3 separate regions of the Mus musculus genome follow, and regions 2 and 3 are each linked to region 1. The links are chromatin contacts, called in public ChIA-PET and Hi-C maps. All regions are on one chromosome and are shown on one strand. Each heading gives the region's core, a stretch centred on a gene start, on an enhancer-like site or on the middle of the called end of the contact. The rest is flanking DNA. Distances are from core to core; before and after follow the strand shown. Region 1 overlaps Atxn1 (ataxin 1). Region 2 overlaps Atxn1 (ataxin 1). Region 3 overlaps Atxn1 (ataxin 1).

Evidence for each region. Hi-C and Micro-C count contacts between places; a contact is called where the count stands out from the background. ChIA-PET counts read pairs in DNA pulled down with a chosen protein or histone mark.
Region 2: a contact with region 1 is called in a Hi-C map of adipose-derived mesenchymal stem cells, with 1.7 times the contacts expected there. The contact joins two enhancer-like sites. A contact is called at or near these places in 3 of 484 Hi-C or Micro-C datasets (adipose-derived mesenchymal stem cells, liver and nephron progenitors), 2 of 115 datasets of contacts at active chromatin or transcription factors (bone marrow-derived macrophages and embryonic basal ganglia) and 1 of 9 other capture datasets (embryonic stem cells).
Region 3: a contact with region 1 is called in an RNA polymerase II ChIA-PET map of memory CD8 T cells, with 382 read pairs. The contact joins two enhancer-like sites. A contact is called at or near these places in 1 of 15 datasets of contacts at CTCF or cohesin (the NIH/3T3 cell line), 2 of 484 Hi-C or Micro-C datasets (liver and nephron progenitors) and 5 of 115 datasets of contacts at active chromatin or transcription factors (CD8 T cells, T-cell acute lymphoblastic leukemia, bone marrow-derived macrophages and 2 more).

What each region holds. Positions count from the first base shown.
Region 1 is chr13:45,919,913-45,924,599 of GRCm38.p6, reverse strand. The region is part of intron 2 of Atxn1 (ataxin 1); the gene reads left to right. Among named protein-coding and RNA genes, the nearest start is that of Atxn1, 43 kb to the left of the region's middle. Within about 2 kb of position 1,804, at least 82 of the 459 cell types and tissues checked have an H3K27ac peak or open chromatin away from gene starts, as enhancers often do. A contact at or near this core is called in CD8 T cells, T-cell acute lymphoblastic leukemia, adipose-derived mesenchymal stem cells and 2 more, where this site is marked.
Region 2 is chr13:45,624,393-45,629,079 of GRCm38.p6, reverse strand. All of the region lies in intron 6 of Atxn1 (ataxin 1), which reads left to right. Among named protein-coding and RNA genes, the nearest start is that of Gm34582, 100 kb to the right of the region's middle. Within about 2 kb of position 1,804, at least 46 of the 459 cell types and tissues checked have an H3K27ac peak or open chromatin away from gene starts, as enhancers often do. A contact at or near this core is called in adipose-derived mesenchymal stem cells, where this site is marked.
Region 3 is chr13:45,646,980-45,651,666 of GRCm38.p6, reverse strand. All of the region lies in intron 6 of Atxn1 (ataxin 1), which reads left to right. Among named protein-coding and RNA genes, the nearest start is that of Gm34582, 120 kb to the right of the region's middle. Within about 2 kb of position 2,311, at least 34 of the 459 cell types and tissues checked have an H3K27ac peak or open chromatin away from gene starts, as enhancers often do. A contact at or near this core is called in CD8 T cells, T-cell acute lymphoblastic leukemia, effector CD8 T cells and 1 more, where this site is marked.

The sequences.
Region 1 (4,687 bases), core at 555-3,054:
CCTCGTGTAGTAACTAGAATAATAAACAACAGTTGGGGAAGCCCCAGTCAACAGCTCACAGACTTGGGAAGGCTGTGGAGGAGTCTGAGACCAATAGATCCAAGTAAAGTAAACCAATCAACGGACAGAGAGAGAATGGGATGGGGAGAGAAAGGAGAATCACGTTTTTTTCTCATAGCCATGTTTCAAGTGATCTCGTTATAAAACTACATCGATAGACTCTTGCTTTCTTGGCTGTTTATCTGATCCAACTGTCTTCAAGTGGACCATAATGTAAGTAGCAAGTATGACATTAAAATAAGGTGTCTTGTTTCTTTGAGAATCTCATGTTAGTGTGGACTTTTGGCTATTTTGATGTTTCTCTGGGGACACAGGGACTAACAACAAGGAGAGGCCTTGGTGGGATCCCCACAGCTCTGTGACTGATTGCTGTCCCTTCAAACCCTGGAGTCTACGTAAGGCTGGTGTCTGAATGGTTGGCTCTGATGTCTGCATATGGCCGGGGTCTGGATGGGTGTCCTGTGGAAATCTGTAAGCCGGAAGGTTGTGTACAGAGAGCCCCCTGTTTTTTTGCTCTGTTCAAGGGGTTGCTTGTTCTAGTCGAGTGTGCTGTCTCTGGGGAATGGATATGATGAGAGACCACGGTCACAAAAGGTGTCACTGCTTCCTACTGTGCAATCTTGGAAGTAAGCCCATGGTCCTAATGGTTCCACTGGTTAAGGGCATCTACAGGGCTGGAAACGGGGCTCAGTCAGTAAAGTGCCTGCCATACAGGCATGAGGACCCGAGTTTGGCTCCTTCAACTTCTTGTTTAAAACCAAACCAAACCAAACCAAACCAAACCAAAACAAAACAAAACAAAACAAAACTTGGCAGTGTGCACCTACAATTCCACTTCCGAGGAAGCAGAGACAGGAGAATTCCTAGGGGTTCAGGGCTAGTCAGTCTATCTGAATCAGAACTTGAGGGTCAGTGAGAGATCCTGCCTTTTAAAAATAAGTACAAGAGTGCAGAGCAATGTAACGGACAGAAAATGATCCCTGGTTCCTCTGTGCACCTGAGCATGCATGCATGTGCACACACACACACACACACACACAGATACTCATACACACTCAAACACACAGTGCACATATACACACATACACTCACACACACTCACACACTTAAACACACATACCACACACACATACTATACACTCACTCACACACTCACACCACATACTCTCTTTCTCCCTCTTACGCACACACCACACACACACTCACATACACACACACACACCATACACACTCAAACACACAGTACACATACACACACATACACTCACACACACTCATGCACACTCAAACACACATACCACACACTCACTCATACACACTCAAACACACATACCACACACACAGACTATACACTCATTCACACACTCACACCACACACACTCTCTCTCCCTCTTACAGACACACCACACACACACTCACATACACACACACCACACACATACACCACATACTCTCTCTCTCTCCCTCTTACACACACACCACACACACACTCTCATACACACATGCACACACACCACACACACTTTCTATTTCTCTCTCTCTCTCTCTCTCTCTCTCTCTCTCTCTCTCTCTCTCTCACACACACACACACACACACACACACACACACACACGGCAGCGGGGCTCTGAGACTTCATGATTTTTTTTCTTTCAGTTTATACTGAGGAATTGGGCATAGTCACCGCCCCCATTTCAGCTTCTCATGAAGTCTGTCCATATTTAGACAAACTGCCTCACTGCACTTAAGACAGTAGAGCCCTTAGCTCACCTGCCTGGAGGAGCTGATGGAGCAAAACCTCAGACTGAGCCTTGTGACTCACGGACTTAAATGCTGTTACCATGAGAAGACTCTTTTGAGTATGAAGTCATTGTGCTTGAGGTTCCTTTGAGCTGCCCTCAGAGGCTCTTTCATGAGCCGCACTAGAACCGACATGCTTTGGTTTGATGCGGAGAAACATGAGAGTTTTTTTTTTTTTTTTTTTTTTTTAAAAAAAAGGTCAGGAACTTGAGTTTGAACCGTTGCCAGCAGCTTTCGGATGGTAGAAACGTTATCCCGTGATAAATATTTAGTGAAGCTACTTGGCTCATGGGTTTTTTTAAAATGGCTTTTGGGTTCAGGAATTTTGAAAAGTCAGAGATTCTTTGTAATTCAAATTTCCTTCTAAGGAAGGCCGTACACTGTTATTAATTTAAATATATATATATACACTTAGAAGTTAAAATTGTGTAATTATCTTAATGCTTTGGAGAGATTCTTTTGTGACTAAACATTGGAACTTCTTCTGTTGAATGCAGGGAATTTGTCCAGAAAAGCTTAAGGAAATTTAGCCTACGCAGTGCAGTTTGCTCGACATCTAAGTAAAAGACTCAGCTGCAGGGGTCATAAATAACACAACTCTATTTTATCTATGAAAGATGGTGTTTGCGTTCGGTCTCTTCATTCTTTTCTTTAGGATTAAATAATAATTGCAGCTCACTTCTTGGGCTTGATTTATAGTATGAACTTACATGCATGCTGACTGTATGAAATTGAACTCGTTTTAACTATCCAAGGAAGGTTGTTTGAAAAAAAGATGATAACCATCATTTTTTATAGCGTGTAAATGTCTGGAGATTCTTAAAGCAAGAGCCAAGATGATAATACCATATGTCATTGCCTCTGGAAATAATTCCTGCTCCCACTACACACACACACACACACACACACACACACACACACACACACACACACACACCTTGCAGGAACTCAGGCTCTGTAGTAGAAAGACTTTGAAAAACAGGACAATCAATGGCTTGCATTCCATAGTAGAATTCTCCCTTATTTCTAAGAAGTTTGCATAAATGTTTCCTGGAGTATTTATATATATATATATATATATATATATACCAACAAATAAGGAGTGTGTGTATGTGTGTGTGTTTATGTGTGTGTGTATGTGTGTGTGTTTATGTGTGTGTGTGTTTATGTGTGTGTGTTTATATATTTGTGTGTGTGTGTGTGTGTATGTGTGTGTATTTATGTGTGTGTATGTGTGTGTGTGTGTGTCTGTGTGTGTGTGTGTGTGTGTACAGGAGGCCTGAAGTTCACATAGGCTGCTTTCCTTGTTCTCTCTCCACTTTACATGTTAAGGACACAGGGTCTTCTACTGAACTCAGAGCTCACTCTTTAAGATAGTCTGGATCGCCACCGTTCTGGGGATTCCTGTCTCCACAAGGTCCCAAGATCTTTGGAAACTGTATCCCCAGTACCTCCAATGTCCGGATGATTGTTCTAGGGCAAAAGTAGTCAGTTCAGTGAGATTTTTCAAAGGATTTTCTGTCTCTCAGACAGCCTGTAAGAACCACTCACTGAGAACCAAGACGCAGAGCTGCCTGAGAATACCTACTCGGAGAGATGCCGATGCAGACCTAATTACAGGAAGGAAGCCATCAGTCAGTCACCTTTTCATACAATTAAAAATGACAGGGCATGACCTTGTTATGAACGACTTAGGTTGATGTTGCAGACATACCCGGTGCACCATGAAAACATATTGTTTTGAAAGAATGGATGAAATAATTTGGGGGGTGCCTATTACCCACACTTCGGAGTGATGAGATGCTACACCTGGGAGCAGCTCCTGGCTTTTATTTTGAGATTGCTCAGAACAAGACTATGAGGAACCTTTAGGGAAGCACATGGCAGGATGGCTTGGAGAGGAACCACCATCTTGAGTTAGCCCATCTTCTTGGCATGAATGAAGAGGTTTGTGGGGCAGAGCTGACTTAGAAAGGAGGAGGTGGCTATTCTCCCCCCACTCCCAAACCTGGTCAGCTTCCTAGACATCAGCAGAGAGTGATGGGCAACTGCAGATACAGCTGGAGAAGGCCATGGTGTCTAGCTCTGGCTCTGACACTACAGGCAGAGTGTCTTGCCTACAGAAGGTCCTGAGAACTATTCCACCGACTGCCTTACCTTATCTCACTTGTTTTCACAGAAACTGCCCATAAAGCAAACCTTTTCATTCTCTTCTATAGTTGTAGGGGTACAATTACTTACCTAAGGTCACATGCCAACAGGTGAAGGATTTAGGGGTGTCCTCTGGGTACCCTTGTTCCATCCAAATAATGGAAGTAGAAAAACTAGATTTTTAAGTATTTCTTTGGCAATCAGGAAAAAGAAGTATTGCAGGGGTAGAGAGGAAAGCCAAGGAAACTCCTAGAGACCAGAAAAATGACCTCTGAGTCAAGGTAGAGTCTAGAGGGGGAACTAGATGGCTCAAAACAATACACGTTTGTTCTCTCTGAGAGATCTGAAATTCGAGTGTCAGCAGGGGAGGGCTGCAGTCTCCCCTGAAAGCTAGGGAGCAGGGACCCTTGTGTCTTCCTGCTTCTTGAGATGATTTTTGGCATGTGTCACTCTAGGCTCTGTCTTTGTCTTCATGGTGTTGCCCTGGGTATCTGGACCTTGTCCTTTCAGCTTCTTATGGACACTGGGGGTAAGGACCTGTGGTGCTCGCTGTCATTGTCAACTTGGCTGCACTTAGAATCCCCATGGAGACACATATCTCTCTCTCTCTCTCTCTCTCTCTCTCTCTCTCTCTCTCTCTCTCTCTCTCTCTCTCTTTCTCTCTCTCTCTGTGTATGT
Region 2 (4,687 bases), core at 555-3,054, 300 kb after region 1:
AAGATGTTTTTATTTTCCTTTGTGTCCATGGCTCAGTGCCAGTACTCAGACCCACGTGTTAGAGTGCTTAGCCATCAAAAAGCAGCAACCTCTAGTCCATGGCTTTCCTGGAACTTTCTCTACCCTGTAACACTGGATGCTGGTCTCCATGGTGCCACTCCTAGCGCCGAAAGAAGAACCGCAACTTTTCTAAATGTGAAGCTCTTTGAGAACAAGGAAATATATTCATTTAAAAATCTTCAGCCCAGAAACAGGTATAAAAGATACATTCCACTAATGTTGGATGAATGAATGCATGTTCTGAAGTGAGAAGAAAGGGACTATAGGAAAGGTTAAATGCTCAGGAGTCCTTGTGTGTGGAATTCCCATCCGCATGTGTTACCACAATGGTCAGAGTCAGAGCCTGGGCCCTGGCCACCCGAACAAGCCAGGCCCGGCCATCCACACTCATTAGGCCAATTAAAGGCACAATCAATAGTGAAAAGCAGATTGGTTCAATGTGGCCACATTGGGAAGAGGAACAAAGAAGCCCAGTGACACCTTTCCAAGTCTGTCTTGGGGTCTTGGCAAAAGGCGTGCATAAATGCAGCTCCAGTCTCTAACCCTAACAATGTCGTAATACGTATTCACTGAGGAATTCCACTCAGAGGAGAAATGAGAGGAGGGCTTCCGACCCAGGCCATCTGCGAAGTCAGACAATGGCTTGGGAATGGCATTTAAAGCCCCAAAAGCAAGTGGCTGTGTGGTCCAGGCATCTTAAGCCAGGAAAGAAGGGACTTGTGAATGCAGATAGAGGAGAAAAACCTGGAGCCATACGCATACCTGAGAGAGAGAGAGAGAGAGAGAGAGAGAGAGAGAGAGAGAGAGAGAGATGGGGAGATGGGGAGATGGAGAAATGGAGAGGAAGGTCCTGTTTGCCCATCAGCTAGATAATGCAGCACCTTGCAGTTGTGATAATCAAAAGCGAAGTACAGCCAAATATCCCTTAAAGAATAAAACCTCTCTCGATTGAGAACATCACAGTTGAGCAGGAAGGGACTGGAGTGATCCCTGTCATGAAGTGACCACCTCTATCTCATGTCTTCCTGAACCATGAGGCAGAATGGTAACCCCAGCATTAGCTCCATCTTTAGAATGCAGAGAAACTATTTGCTTGGCTTTTAATTTGACAGCCTGATTACTTTAAGGTGTCCCCATGGAGACTGGCAATCAGACCCATTAATGTGAAATTTTAATAGACCGTCAGGGAACATTCCTCCCAAGAACATGTTGTCCAAGGAACCTGGCATCACTCATTCTAAATGTTACCCCACACCCACCAGTATCCCAAGGTCAACCAGAAGTGCCATCCTTTAACATGAAGATGACAGTATTGACAGCCACTGGTAACCTCTAAGAATCCATCTGTAGCACTTCACTGACGTGGGTATGTTTCCATCCAGGGTCTCCAAAACACTTTCCAGCTATGAGGTCAGTCACATAACAAGCCTCAAAAGGCCTGACCAGGGGACAGATGGGTTTCTTATCTGTCACTGGTTACAGTTATCTCTGCTTAGCGTATTGAGAAAACATCTCAAGGGCTCAACTCTAGCCGGGCTCTTGGGACTGAAGTGAACCCCAGCCACAGGGCCCAAAGGCTGGTATCGATCAATCAGTGGGAACTTCTCCTCGAGCCAAAGAAAACCAACATCTGGGCAGGCTTTCGTCTTGGGCTCCAACAAACATGCGTCACGTTGAAAACATGTCTTCAAGTGCTAGAGGTCATAAGCAGTGCTGTGTTTGTACTGGGGAAGCTCATGGCCAGCCAGGCATTCTTTGCATTCTTCCTGGGGTTAAGTCATAAAGCCACCATAGTCATACTGCAAGGGTAGAATGGGTACCCATTTAATAAAGAGAAATGAGGGTTTGTTTGTTTTTCTGTGAAAGTCCCTGAGGAGACAAGCAACCTAGTCACAAACATAAAACACATGTTCCCACTGTGTGTAGCCTACTTTCCCTCTCATGGAGAATACATATGAAATAAGCCACACAAATATATGTGTGCAATGTGTGCATGTATGTACGTGTGTACATGTGTGTATACATGTTCTTTTATTTGTGTATAGCTTGTTCCCCTCTCTATGAAGAGTATGTATATTTTAAAAAACACAGAAAAACTTATGTGAGTGCATACGCATGTGTGTATACATATTCCTATATATGTTCCTGTAACTCACTTTTTCCATCATTGAGTATGTATACAACACACACATGCGCACACACACACACATATTTACACACATCCCTACATTTGGCCTTCCATATTCATTAGAATTGTATCTATACCCTGCCCCAAATGGGAACTAAAACCCATGAAGACTTCAATCCTTTATAAACAAATGACATGGAATTTACATATAACTTCCACACATCCAACCAACTCTGGCTGATCTGTATTACCTGATCCAGTATATTGCTGCATGGATGGTTGTCACACTTCTGGTTAGGGAATAATGATAAGAACAACTGTGCAGCTTCAGGGTAGGTCCCCTGAGGGATCTGTGCTTAACTGAATCTATAGATGTACAATCTGTAGAAGTGGAAGTCACAGAGGCAGAGGGCCAGGCCAGTCTTATTTCTCACGGTGACTGCTAACCTATGCTCAAGAGCTTAGATGCTTCTCTTTGGGTTGGAAACACTCAAATCCAAAGTGCATCGCTTTCTCTGTATGCCCGCACACCTACAGCATTCTTAGGGGCAGAGGTGTGGAGTATCAGGCTCTGGTGTATTTTAGGTATTACAGCAGTATGGACATAATGTCTGCTTGTGGTGAGGAAGGGGCAGAAATTCCTGGGTTGTTCTCTATAAATTGTAGATGTAGCTTTATCAGAACTGGCTACGTTGCTGATCGAAGGAAGGAAAAAAACCTAGATGTGGGTCTTTAGAAACAACAAAATAAACGAACAAACAAAAACACTGCTAAAACAGCTTACATAAAGCAGTAATCTGTGGTAGAAGCTAAAAAAGACTGGGCTTGGCCTTCAGACTTAGCAAGGCTGGGCGGCTCACTGGCCATGTGGCCCTGGACAGAGCGCTTCCCCTTCCAGTCCTCATCTGTTGAATTAGAATAGGGAAATGCAACAGTGCTTACCAGTACTGAATGAGGTAATCCATGAAACTCTGTGCGCCTGGTGAAGGATTGCCCAACTTCCAAGGAATTTTATTTTCCCTTCAAAGATAGTATCTTTGTCAGTGTTCTTGCAGGCACACACATTTCTGAGTCGGACCGATTTCAGTGGTAGATAATGGAGAGGATTTAGGAATAGATCAATTTGCTGTGATCAGCACAGTGTGGCTTAATGGTATGTGTCTGAGCTGTAGTCATGGTACGTTGACCAGCTTTATAATAATAATAATAATAATAATAATAATAATAATAGTTATATAAAATATATAGTATATACTTATGTTGATTTCTCTGAAGTGACTTCTGTTAATGGGACAAATTTCAGCCAGCTGTTATGACCAACACAGGTTTAGAAAAAAGAAATGCAAGTGCTATAGCAATACTAATTTGTGTGTGTGTGTGTCTATACCACTCTACAAATTAATCTTCACTGAATAATAATTGCAAAATAGAATAAAAAATCAGGAGTTGATAAGCTATAATATAATTTAACTAAAATTAGAAATTTTATATAGCTTAGTTTTTGGTAATAGCTGTGTTTGCCTTCAAGTTGTGAGTTCAACAGTATTCTCACAGACCAATACAAGCCACCTTCAGTACACCACTGTTTCTCTCTGGCACCATAAACGTACCAGATCATACCATGGATCAGCAAATTCAGGCCCACCCTTGAGAGTCAGCATGGAAAACACAGTTCTGAATGGTGTTTTGTTCTGTGCATTTTGTCTGAGCTACGTACTTGAGGTTTCACATTCTCCCATGTATTCCTTTGGCTAGCAAAATGATCATTGAAAAAAAAAAAAAAAGAATGGTTCACTGGGCCAATTACATGGAGCTTGGTTTCATGTTTGGGAAAATTATGAAGCTGTAGATAAAGCTGAACTTCCTAGGCTCATCCATTCTCTTACTGGTCATTAGACAACTCTATAAAATAATTCTTAGAAGGGAAGGTTTTATTTTCTTTCTTTCCGAAAGGTCCAAGAGAAAATGGGATTGCCAAAGACCATTCCTGATTCAGATACCAGGAAAGAGACCTACAGTGGCCTGTGACCACTTCCATAACCACAAGTGATCTATGGGCTGTCTGGTCTCTGATGGACAGCCCCATTTTAGCAACAGAGAATTTCAGAAAACAGAAACCTGTTTAGGAACCCAGACCAAACCAAGTAACAGGCAACCTTTACAGTCAAAATTGTCAAAGGGTCTGAAAGCAAAACAAAACAATATTTCAGAGTTGACTTGAGTCAAAGAAATGCCATGATATTGGGGCCAAGCAAAGGTTAAGAGTTGAGGAGGGCAGGCTGTGAATTGCAGGAAAGGGGATAGTTCCCTGTTAGAATTCCACATTGAAAATATATGGCACTGTTAAAGAGGTTTTTTAAGGCTGTTTTAAAACCCAGTCAGTTTTTAGCAGTGTCTTAAGCCCCTTCTGGTCATATATTGTGAGTTAGGTAGAAGTATTTATAGATAAATAATTGTGTGGAATCTCATTTACAAATAAAACAATACATCATGATCCTG
Region 3 (4,687 bases), core at 1,062-3,561, 270 kb after region 1:
AAGTAAACTGTGATTTCTAGAGCTTGGTGTGGGGTTACAAGCATCCCCCCAATTGACTTTTTTGTTCAAGTGTATTTTAGAATTCGGTCTCCAGAATTTCTTGTCTGACTCAGATCAACCATCTTGAGTGATACTTTTTTTTTTTTTTTTAAAGCACCGTATTGAAAAATACTTTTCAGTAATATATTGGCAACATTCTTGGTTGCCTTCTGACTTGTGAAAACATAAAACTAAAATTAGACCACATTTCCCCAGGAAAATACATTTTCCCAACCTGTAAGGCTGTCCTGGGAGGAGAAGAACTGGCCAAGGGGTCTTCATAATGAGAGACAGTGCCTTCTTGGATGATTCCTGGGCTGTGCTCAAGTTCCTGAGCCATGGGCAGGACCTATTCCTCTGGCTGCCAATTAACCTCTTAGAGAAGTGTTCCTGCAGATGTGCGGTAGGATTCGCCATCACCAAATTGCCAGGGTCAGCGAGTCTCCAGAAGCTTGTTGTCCAAGCATCTTTAAGAAAGCACAAACTGGTCCAGAGAAATAGTAGTGAGGCTCCTAAAAAGCAATTAAAGCTGCCCTGGGAATGGCCATACCCTTCAGGCAAAGACTCTTGGAAGCCATGGAGGCATTAGGGGTAGGAAGGCAGACATGCATCATGGCAGGCAGAAAGGAAAGAGTGAGCTTCGGGGTGTCACCCTTACGAGGTGTTCCACTCCAGCACCATCCCCCAAACCTGTGTTGCTGAGAACCTTCGCATAGTCTGTCACTGAACTCTCTGAGTGTCTGATTTTTTTTTCTTTTTTTTTTTTTCTTTTTTTTTTTTTTTGTTTTTGTTGAGGCAGTCTACCCAACTGTCTCTGGAACTTCAAAAGGATAGCCGTCAGCAGTACACCGGGGCTGCTGTTCTCTAACTCAGAAGGGGAAAAAACAAAAAAACAAACAAACAAAAAAAAAAAACGAAGATGCTTCAGCCACCATTGGTTCAGCACACAAAGATAAAACTCACACCAGTACTTTAAATTAAACCGTTGAACATCCTTTTCGGGACTGTTTTTTGCAATGGGTGTTAGCATATTAGGTATTGCATCAATGTGTTAAATAAAAGTACCATGGCTATGAAGTGGGCTTAAATGTCTAACTCCACCCACCTGCCTTGTTTTCTGTGTTTACTGCCACAGGAAAAAAACATCTGCTTGGGACTTTACTGTGGGTGATTTTCATTTTTCAGAGTTGCGGTTGTCCTGATTACTATGCACTTAGTATTCAGGAATGTGCCTGCATGCATTCAGCTACTCTGTGTGAACACAGCACCCACACTTCCCATATGTGCATGTATACACATCCCTGCCTGTGCCCATGTATTCTCAAATCCTGGTGGTGGGTTTTTTGTTTTTTGTTTTTTGCGTGCTCACACATAAGGATACATTCACAACCGCATAGATGTATATTCTCTCATGTGTGCATATGTGTATATATTCACCCCTGCATGATAGAATATTGCAATTCACCCCATACATTTGGACACATGCGTACTACAAACACGCATTTACTCTAATGATATAGAATGCTCACAACCATACCCAGGTGTGTGCACTCATGCCTACATGTGCCTACATATGTTTCTCATGTTTATGGGTTATATACATCTCTCTGTGCGCCCATATGATATGTGTGTGTGTATGTCCTAATCCTTACATATACATGCACACTCTCCTCTGCACACCTATCTGCAATTGCACTTACCTCCCACAAGTGTGAAAGTGTGTGAATGGGTATCATCCCACAACAAATGCCAAGCTGTGTCCCCATGTCTTGCCCTCACCCTTGAGCCTAAGTCTAACCCTGTGGAGAAGGAGGCAGCCCAGAGTTTAATTCTACATTTAAGATATTTTTGAAAATATTCCCATTGAGAGAAACAGGAAAGACTGGAGCCTAAAATGTCAGAGTACATTTGCTTCCAGCTCCCAGTCACAGAGCTGAAGCAACCCACTATTCAAAAATTACATATTTTAGTCATCCTTCGTCCAAAGTGGGAGGGGCCAGATGCAAATGTAAGCAGCTCCTTGGCTCCCTTCAGTGTCCTTGCTACTGTTAAAGTGACAGTGGATGATTCAGTGGGGCTGGTTCCTTGGTTTCAGTTTGAACAGCCTCACCCTGTGATAGGTGTGAACTTGTATTTCTCACTGTATGAGAGAAAACCCTCAAACAGAAAGACCAGGGCAGCTTGAGTTGGAGGGACCTCATAATCCAAGGTGGCATCTACTGTGTTCCAGCTGGTAACCTCAGGGGTTCACGTGTGACTCAAAAAGGAGAGTGCTGGCCCACAATCAGTGTTTCCTGCCACAAGTCAGGAAATGTGATCATATCACACGTAAGCCAGTGTCACAAGGGGACATCAGATGTGAAACCGGAGGGGCTTTTTGTCTCTTAGCAGCTTAAATATTTAATTAAATTAGGAGGGAGGGAGGAGTGGAGAGAGGGACAGACAGAGGCAGAGTGACAGAGAGACGGACACAGATTTCATATGTTCTGTTGTCAGGTAATAGTCCCCCATGTTATTTTTATGGGCCATTCTATCTAGCGACAAGTTGGATTATAAAACCGTCTCCCAGCTTCCCCAAAGTAATGTCTGTTTTCTCGCTTTCTAATACTTTCTTCAGATCTTCGGGTAAAGCCTCGTCACGGTGAATCCAGATGAGAGCTGGCTTGGGGATACTTGGAGATGTGGATGGTTTGGTTCTGACTTCATCCATTTTAGGCAGAGAAACCTGTTTGTTCCTGAAGGTTTGAGTCTAGGCTGGCTGTGTAGACAGAAGCAGAATACCAGCATCACTTCCCAACTTATCCTTCTGATTCTCTGTATTAAAGTAGCTGAGCTATTTTTAATGAACATATGCAAATTTTATAAAGTTGTGTCTCACCTCCATCCTCAATATTTTTTTCATTACAATACATTTGCCTATCTGTCTGTCTGTCTGTCTATCTATCTATCTATCTATCTATCTATCTATCTATCTATCTACTGTATGTGTGTGCTTGCATGCACCTGCTGTGATGTACAAGTAGAAATCTAGGCACACTGAGAGCGACCTGGTACTCTCCTTCTACCATGTGAGGTCTAAGGAGCAGACTCAGGTTGCCAGTCTTGATAGTGAGCTAGCTCCTTTACCCACTGAACCGCTTTATTGGCTCCCCCGTCTTCAGCCTCTTAAATGAAACAGACAGTAAGCACATTCTAGCTTTTATTTAAAATGTTGTCCCTGGGCTGGGGCTGGAGCTGAGTTGAGAGAGTGCTTGCCTTGTATGTTCTATGCAGTGGGTCCATGAGCCCCAACACTGCATAAACCAGGCATGGTAGCACATGTCTGTAATTATTGCTTTTATGAAGTAGGGGCAGGGGGATCAGAAGTTCTTGGTCATCCTAAGCTACAGAGTGAGTTCAAACTCGACCTATGCTATGTGAGACCCCATATTGGTTACTTCTCTGTTGCTCTTATAAATTACCATGACCAAAGAAACTTGTGGAGGGAAGAGTTTATTTGTGCTCAGGATTCTAGAGAGAGATAGGCTGGGATGCTGGGGAAGCCTGGCAGCCAAGCTACAGAAATGGTGGCTGGAGCAGCGGGCTGCGGGCTAACATCTTGAACTATAAGTATGAAGAAGGGAGAACAATCTGCAAGCGAGCCCTCGAGCTGCCAAAGCCCACCCCCATGGAAAGACCAGAAGAGGCAGAACATGGGGAAATCCGGTGCAAAACAGTCTTCCCTTAGAAATGGATGTTAGTAAGAACTCCAAAACTATGGTGATCTCAATAGATATGCTGACATAGAAGGAGAACATTTTCCCAGGGTCCCAGCCCTACACAAAGGGCTATAGGCAACTAATGCCTGCTGGAGAGGGAGAAATGGCCTGTCTCGGGGATGAGAGTTCCCTTCGTGGTTATCCAATGCAAAGAGGTCATCCCTGAACTCTTGCGCGCACTCAACTGGCCAGGAAGAACGACGCTGCAACAGGATCCTTCTGCACACGTTTATTGGGAGAGCTTGATTGTAGAGACAAAAAGACCCCGAGCCCAGAACTGGTGCTGCTTATATAGGCCTAGGAGAGGCGTGTCTCACACCCGGATTGGTTATGCACTACGCCTCATTTGCATGTTCCTCATCTGATTGGCTACTCTCTCTCTGTACCTCACAGAGCCTCATTATCATACCTCATTTGCATGTCTCACATCTGATTGGTTACTCTCTCTCAGTACCTTACAGAACCTCATTATCATACCTCATTTGCATGTCTCACATCTGATTGGTTACTCTCTCTCAGTACCTTACAGAACCTCATTATCATACCTCATTTGCATGTCTCACATCTGATTGGTTATACTCTCAAAGCCTCATTATCATGCCCGGGCCAGGCAGTGTCTTTGCAAAAAACTTTACTGCATATGTACACATTGGTTGTTTGTCCAAACTTATGCGTGGTGGCCAGCAGTAGTCAGTGCCACTCTGCAACGGCACATGTGGCTTCCCACACTGAACCATATATACACAAAGAACAAAAATAGGCTCAAGTTTATTGCTATATTTGTGCAGACACACACACATGTGTATGCGTATACAACAATAATAAAGAAAAAAGAGGCTATGATTTGGGGATGGGAGATGGTAGGCACTGGAGTGCAGGCACCTGGGTGG